Regions from separate parts of the Zea mays genome. Here region 2 is linked to region 1. A link is a contact called in public Hi-C data. All regions are on one chromosome and are shown on one strand. Each heading gives the region's core, a stretch centred on a gene start, on an enhancer-like site or on the middle of the called end of the contact. The rest is flanking DNA. Distances are from core to core; before and after follow the strand shown.

Evidence for each region. Hi-C and Micro-C count contacts between places; a contact is called where the count stands out from the background.
Region 2: a Hi-C map of leaf shows a contact between it and region 1, with 4 times the contacts expected there. The contact joins the promoter of LOC542560 here to the enhancer-like site in region 1. A contact is called at or near these places in 3 of 25 Hi-C or Micro-C datasets (ear, leaf and tassel).

The regions. Positions count from the first base shown.
Region 1 is chr10:28,692,521-28,696,369 of Zm-B73-REFERENCE-NAM-5.0, forward strand. No RefSeq gene overlaps it. Among protein-coding and RNA genes, the nearest start is that of LOC542560, 160 kb to the right of the region's middle. Within about 2 kb of position 1,726, at least 17 of the 20 cell types and tissues checked have an H3K27ac peak or open chromatin away from gene starts, as enhancers often do. A contact at or near this core is called in ear and leaf, where this site is marked.
Region 2 is chr10:28,851,383-28,855,231 of Zm-B73-REFERENCE-NAM-5.0, forward strand. LOC542560 (oxo-glutarate/malate transporter1) reads right to left here and starts at 2,250. Exons shown (of 3, transcript NM_001112100.1): 1 at 1,077-2,250; 2 at 498-719. The coding sequence starts at 2,228.

The DNA of each region.
Region 1 (3,849 bases), core at 476-2,975:
TCCAGGCTTCTTAACTTGTGTTGCCTTGTTTTGATGCCATGTAGCAATTAAAAACAAGTGTTCAACATGTACGATTTCAAACCAAGATAAAAGGATTCTACCACCACATGTGGATTTCAATATTCTCATCCAAGAAATCAGTCCATGGCACCCTTCTAATTTATTGTTAATTTGATTTTTTGCCATTTTGTCAAAATGCTAATTCATAAAATGCTAACAGTCAATTTATTTGATCAGATACGAAAAAGTTAATGAAATTGAATTATGTTAATATGGTTAGAAAGAATATGGAGGATAAGATATAGAGGACAAAATTTAGAGGATGCTACTAGAGATGGTGAAAATATAAAGAACGGAACGAGTGTTCTGCAAATGACATAACATTTCTTTAGAGTATAAAATTTAGGGAAATTGCTGGAGACAGCCTTAGCGCTCTTTTGGTAAGTTTTCCGCACCCACGGCTCTAACAGCTTAGAGCAACTACAATAATTCTCTAAAAAAGTTTTCTAAACTCATGTTTAGTAAGTTGCTAAATAGCTATTTGGAGTAAAAATAGCTTGGTCTGGTTTTGGCAGGCCTGCTTCTATTGAACCTAGCTAGTGGTGAGGACGAGAGGAGAGGACGTCTAGGTCGGAGGAGAAGGCCAATCGGAACACCTTGTGAGGGAGCGGTAGTCCGGCGGCGCGGCGTATGGGGCAATTGTGGTCGGACTACGGAGAATAAGCTTGTGTCGCACGTGTTGCATCTGGCTGCCTCATTGTGCGGAAAAGGGGAGGAGAGCGTGTCGGACCTGGCTACATCGTTGTGCAGGAAAGATGAAAAATGGACACGTTGGTGCAAAGAAATTGATGCTAAATACATTTAGGAAGTGCCTATGAGTTGTTAAACCTAGAGAGTAAATAGGGTTGGATAGCAAGTAACTAAATTTAACGAATCTATTTTGAAGAAGGAGAATTATTAGAGAAGTATTTTCTGTTTATTTCTTAAATTGAAGATTTATGGATTGTTTAGAGAAATATTGGAGTAGCTTTTAGCGGACAGAGCCATTCTAAACATGACGCGAGCGAGGAGCCCTTTTAGCATTCAATTGGAAGGAGTTAGAGGTAGCTTAAAGGAGCTAGAGCCTAAAGAAACTAGCTCCATTTCGCGGGGCTCCGGCTCGGACACTGGAGTCGCACATGAGAAATCCTATCAAACGTGACTTTTTTGTCTGAAAGATGTTTTTTAACCTTTTAACTGTTATTAGTGGTTTAGCTAGTCATTTAAATTATAGGATAGCCAACAAAGAAATTATTTTACTTTTTATATTTATATCAAATAGCACTGGTATTAGATTGACTGATTGTGGCACTATCCTATCGTTAAGACACGTATAAAAATAGATGTTTCCCTCTTGCTATTATTTATTCTAGCTTTTCTTTGTAATATTATCTAAAATGGCTGATCTTTTTACATTTTATGTTGGGTGTAGTATAGTACCTATACAATCTAACATGCAGGGGTACCAAAGGCAATCCAAAACAGCTCGTATAGGTGTAGTAGAGTCTGGAGTCCGGACTCTGGAGAGCCGAGTCTCCCGACGGATGTGTTTTGGCTCAGCGTGATTCGGTCAGCCTTGGATCCATCTTCGTTCTGCGAGCCGCGCGTCAGGGGCTTCTCGATCATTCTACGCTGGTGCGGTGCGCCTTTCTTAAAGTCTTCCGTCTGGTTTGAGAATTTGAGAAGAGTTGCACATGCATTGTGTGGGCCCAGGGCCGGCTCTATATTTTCCCAAGGCCCTGAGCGACCAGGGCACTGTAGGCCCCTTTGATTTAATATTGCTTATTATTTGTAACACGACAATCAAAGAAGTAAACATTAATGCTATTATTTTTACTATCAGATGTGATACTACAAACCAAAAGAGTAGTAAATAAAATCAATTTGATTACTACTTACACCACGAAACATGACAATATGTAGCTGCATCAAAGTTCATTTCAAGCTTTTAACTTCTCAGATAGTCTACTTGGTCTCTACATATGTGAATGTGGACCCCTTTTTATTGTAGACCCTTAGCCATCGCCTCTGTTGCATAAACTCATAACCGGCCCTATGTGGGCCCGCCTGCTGCGGAACCCAGAATTGCTTCGTTCACGTGACTACTAACACTTCGACATCACGGTGAAAGTGCGAGCGGCTTCTTGGCCGTAACGTATCGTCGTTGATAGACGGAGCCAAGTCATGGCCGGGACCACATGTCAGCCGGTCAGCGGTGGCTATGTCCGTGGACCTTATAGTAGAGGATCCTGCTGAGGTGAAAATAGTTCTCTCCATGTTGTGCTCACCCACGTGTTGATGAGTCCCTCCAAGTCTTGAAGAAATCCGTCTAATAGATCCGTCAAGTTATGGTGAGGCCTTAAGGCGTAGCTAGTACTTAAACAAAAATGATTTGTCTTCCATTAATTGGTTCTAAGTGTTTCCACCGAGAAAATAGTGTGTTTGAAATCAGTGATAATAAATCTCATTCACATAGTGAAGAAAAGGCGATAAAATGTAGTCTAGTGTTGAAGAAAAAGACAAACGGTGAAACAGATGAGCGAGCGCTCGTTTCTGCTGCGAAAGGGCCTCTAACATAATGGTTGGGGTTTCAAGTAACATCTTTAGGTCTCATGTTCGATCTCCTCGGTAACAAATTTCTGGCTTGGTTAAAAAAATCCCTAGTTGTACCCCGCTCACGCCCGGGATCTAGTATTAGAGCTTTGAGGTAATATCTTCGTTAGCAGAGGAGAAAGGCATTAGGCTTTAGGTACCCGGACCTGTGCCTACATGATGTAGCGCTGATGCAGAGAACTGGTGATGTTGATTTCGTAGTCCTCCCTCCTAGATCAACTGTAACACCCTAGTGTCACCTAGGGTTCTCCTTAGAGCTGACTCAAATCCATTATCACATGTGAACCAAACTAAGGAAAGGACATCATAAATTGATAATAAAGGTTTAAGTAAGTCTTTTTCATCTTAAGAAATTCTCCTTAATCATGCCATGCACCTCAAGGCAAGAAGAACTCTCAAACCCTAAATAATCCTAAGTGGGCCATTTAAGCACATAAAGGGGATTTGAGAAAAGACTTGGGAAAAATAAATTTTTTTGATATGGACCAAATAACAAAGTTTTAGTGCACTAAATAACCAACAAAATATAGTAAGAAAGTTTAGCCAGTTGAATTTTCCAAAATCCCCAAATTAGCCCATGAACTAAGGCCCTATGGGAAAATTCAGAAATCAGAATTCTGAATTTCAGAACCCTTTCCCAAGTTCAGATGTGTTCCCTGTTTTCCAAAACTCGAATCCATAAAGTCCAAATATCAAAGTGGCGCCAAATTTCCTTGAACATGCTTTGGTGAAGTTTGAACTCAAACAAAAAGCATTTGACACAATTTGGGCGCAGTTTGACCTCGGGACTCGGCTGTCTGACACTTGCAACTTAGCGACGTTACAACTCCCTGTCCCTAGCCTAAAACCGCGCAAAATCCACACGCAAACGACAAAGCACAGTCAGGGGAACAAATCCTTCACGGCGATCTTGCCCAAATTCGCGAAGATTTGCGCCCAATCAGCGTTAGAACATGGGCAGAAGCAACGTCTCCACGTGTTCGACCGTGGCTGACACGCCCGGTTCACGCCAGTTCGCGCACCCACGCTCAGCCGTGCACACCCGCGCGCACTGACCGGTCCACGACCGCCCGTTCACCGCGCCGTGCCTATAAAGCAGCCCAAGGCCTTGGCCGTACCTCCCCATGCGCTTTTTCTCCTGCCTGAGCCAAAGTTCACCGGACTTCGCCTCAAGCACGACGCGCCACCGCCCGCCAA
Region 2 (3,849 bases), core at 1,000-3,499, 160 kb after region 1:
GCTGGTGGTTTAGTGTCTATCTTTGCTTCCTCTTGCCAGTCTGTAATATGTTTCTGACTTGTATTTCTGTTCTATGAATGGAAATGGGATTACCTCGTTTAAAAAAACAGCCAAAACTGATGGAAGTGTCAAACAAAGGAAAAAAAGATAGACCTGGTGTCATATAAGAGAGAAAAAGGTTTTCAGGGCCATAAAGGAAGCATGTCAGTGTCAGGTGGTTCCATATGTTCTGGTCCCTCTGATCAGAAGTATGGATGCTAGTTGGGTGGGATCTGTCAATCTGTGAGGTTATGTCTTTGAACTCGTTATGTTTGTAATTTGTTGCTTCAAGTAATGAATTCAGGTATCGCTATGTGGAAAAAAAATAAAGGAAATATGTCAATCTAAATTGTCAATTGAGGAATTTTCTCATAAATAAAAGAAAAACATTAAACCTATAAATGTCAAGAGCCAAGGTTCATAAGAGATGAAAGTTGTGGGAAGAAAATAGAGTGTACCTTCACAACAGTCTCACTGAACCAAGAGATCAGCCCGAATTTGTTGAGGTAGCCAGCCATTGCTATAAGTGCTGCAAACCATGTAAGGGTATCCCACGCCACAGACTCTGCCAAACACTCTTTCCATGTGACAACCCCTGAGATTAAGAGGACTGCTAGGCCAAGAATTGCTGCAGAAACCGCATCCACATTCAGCATGCCTCCAAAGATCCAAAGACCAACCTGGTGGAATGCAGAGCAAGGGCATAATGTTCAGTGAAGAAAAGTGGATACATTTCGTATTCAAGTTAGATGAGGCAGAGAAATGGAAAAAATGCATGCAGTGACGGCGACAGTCAAGAATATGAACATTAGAAAGACATTGCATGGTGCATATATTCATAATATAACACTATAAAGTAGTTATGCAAGAAAGCTGATAATAATTTTAACCATCAGGATTCAAGGCATAAAGAACACTGATAGCACAAGACAAGTTCAAATAATGCTAGGCTATAATATAGAAACGCAAAATGTGACCTCTTCGTAATGGCAAAAGATTAAATGTTTTAAGAAAATGGCAAGTGTGTATCATTATACCGTAAGCAGCAGCGTGCCGGCCATGATCGTCTCCTCCTTGCTCATGGGTCCCATCTTGGCGAGCCGCTCCTTGGCCAGGCGTGGCGCATCGGGGCTCGCCTTCACCTCCGGCGGGTAGATCACATACAGAATGAGCGGCACGAGCACGAGCGACAGCAGCCCCGGCACAATGGCGGCCTTGGCCCAGAGCGTCCACCCGATCCCCTCGCCGATAGTGGCAGCTGTGAGGTTGGCCGAGAGCGGGTTGGCCGCCATCGCAGTGAGGAACATGGCTGACGAGACGACGGAGGTCTGAAAGCACGTGAGCATGAGCCAGGCTCCGAGCCGGCGCTCCGTGCCGTCGCCGGCGCGCGAGCCGCATGCCTCACAGAGAGACTTGACGAGCGGTAGGAAGATGCCGCCAGCGCGCGCCGAGACGGAGGGGATGGCGGGGGCGAGGAGCGCCTCGGCGAAGACGAGCGAGTAGCCGAGGCCGAGGGAGGAGGACCCGAAGGCGGCGACGAAGGCGTAGGCGACGCGGGAGCCGAGGCCGGTCTTGATGAACCCCCTCGCGAAGAAGAAGGCGAGCGCGATGAGCCAGGGGATCGGGTCGCCGAAGGCCGAGAAGGCCGCGGCGAACGTGAGCGTGCGGCTGAGCACGGCGGCGCCGAGGCCGAGGAGGGCGACCGCGCCGAGGGGCAGCGGCTGGGTGATGATGCCGACGATGGTGGAGAGGAAGATGGCTAGGAGCTGCCACGCGTTGCGGGGCACGCCGGCGGGGGGCGGGATGAGCCAGATGAGGACGCCAGTCGCGATGGAGGCCAGGAGCGGCTTGATGGCCGCGCCCTGCAGCGCGGGCTTCTTCGGCGGGGCGGCCGGTGCTGGAGCCGGCGCTGGAGCCGGTGCTGGAACCGGCACTGGATCCGGCGCTGGAGCCGCGGCGGCGGAGGCGGAGGCGGGTACGGGGGTGAGACCGCGACGGGAGGATGCGGATGCGGCGGGGGGTGGGGCCAGCGAGTGCTTGGAGGGGAGGGAGTGGGAAAGGGAGGTGGGCTTAGAGGAAGAGGAGGAGCGGCGGCGGAGGGAGATGGAGAGGGACGGGAGGCGAGGGCGGGCACCAACGCTGCCGAGGTGGTGGCAGGTGAGCGGCGAGGCCGCGGTGGAGGACGCCATGGCGGCGGTGAGACAAGTGGTGGTGGGACTGGGAATGGAAGGTGGTGGGTGAGGACTGAGGGTGGGGTTTAAGTGGATGGACGGTGGAGATGGCGGTGGGTGCCCGGAGCATTGGTCGTATCGAATCGGAGACTGGTCTTCGTGGACCCGGCGTTGGTGCACCGGTGATCAGTGGGTGTAGTGACACGTGTGCATGCTGCGGGGAGATTGTTTTAGGTTTCGATAGAGAAAAGAGAGGTCTTTAAACTTGTACGTCACATGCAAAGCTTGTAACGATACGAGGTGCAGGTGCAGGTGCAGGTGCAGGTGCAGGTGCAGAGTTGTAGTGCTAGTGTGCTACTTGGTGCTATAGATGGCTAAATGGGCGGCCCGGCACGGCACGATTAGGACACGGTCTGTTTAGCACGATTATTAGGCGTGACATGCTGGCACGGTACTAGTGCCTGAACCCAGGCTCAGGCATGGCACTAAGACTCCTTAGCCGTGTCGTGCCGGCACGGTAGGCCCGGGCAGCCCGTAGTGCCAGGACCGGACCGAGCACTACACCAAAAATCACAAAATAACAGTTACATATGCATTCACAAAACACAGTTAAACATACTAAAATAGCTAATATTGAGCTGTTTAGTGCAATGGCTGCCTCATTAAAAACCTATCTAGGTAAAAACTCACCCTTGTGAGAAAACCCTAGATAGGAAAAAAGAGTACAGCCCACAGCTCATTTAGTGTTCTTACATATCACAGAGTCACAGACATTGTTTACACTGTACAGTTTAGTTACAGGCACATCAGCTGAAATATGATCAAACTAGCTAAATAAGATCAGTCTTCGACATGTGGTTGTGGATCAGTAGGTGTCTGAGATTGAGATGCATGAGAGGACCCTGGAGTGTCAACTGGAACTTGTTCATCATCAAGATATAGATCAGAGAATGAGTCAAGTTCTTTGTTCTCAACAGTGTGTTGGGTCCTTGCATTCCCTTCCTCCCAGTCCTTGATGCAGGTCAGCATCTCGACCATCTCCGAGGTCAGTCGACGCTCCTCGATAATCCTGCCAGTGAGACTGAAAGCACTTTCTGATGAAATGGTAGAGACAGGCATAGTTGGTACATCCTTAGCCAACATAGAAAGAGATGTGTCCTATTATCCTTTTTTTCAATTAGCCTTAGTTCTATTATCCTTTTTTTCAATTCCCATGCAGAATTAACATAATGTACAACAACACTCAAGTAATCCTCTTTAGCATTCCCAGACCATATATCAGATGTCACAGCAACAGAAGAAATAGAATTTTTAAATGTGTCAACAAGCTTAGCACGTGAATCATTGTAATACTTTTTAATATCTCTAGTGGTTATTTGTCTAGAGATAGCAGAAAATCTAGGATTATGAGCCTTTTTAATGTACTCTTTAAAAGCAGATGATTCAGCCAAGCAAATAGGTAGATCAAGCCGACATATCAAACGACACATCTCAGACCTAGCAACATCAGCATTGTACTCCCACAATCTAGCACTACCATAAGGATTAAACTGGAGCAGGGACTGGGCAAAGGCATTTCTGCCATGCTTCAGTTTGCATGCATTTCTATGCCGATTAAGATGACCAGTGCCACCAGAAG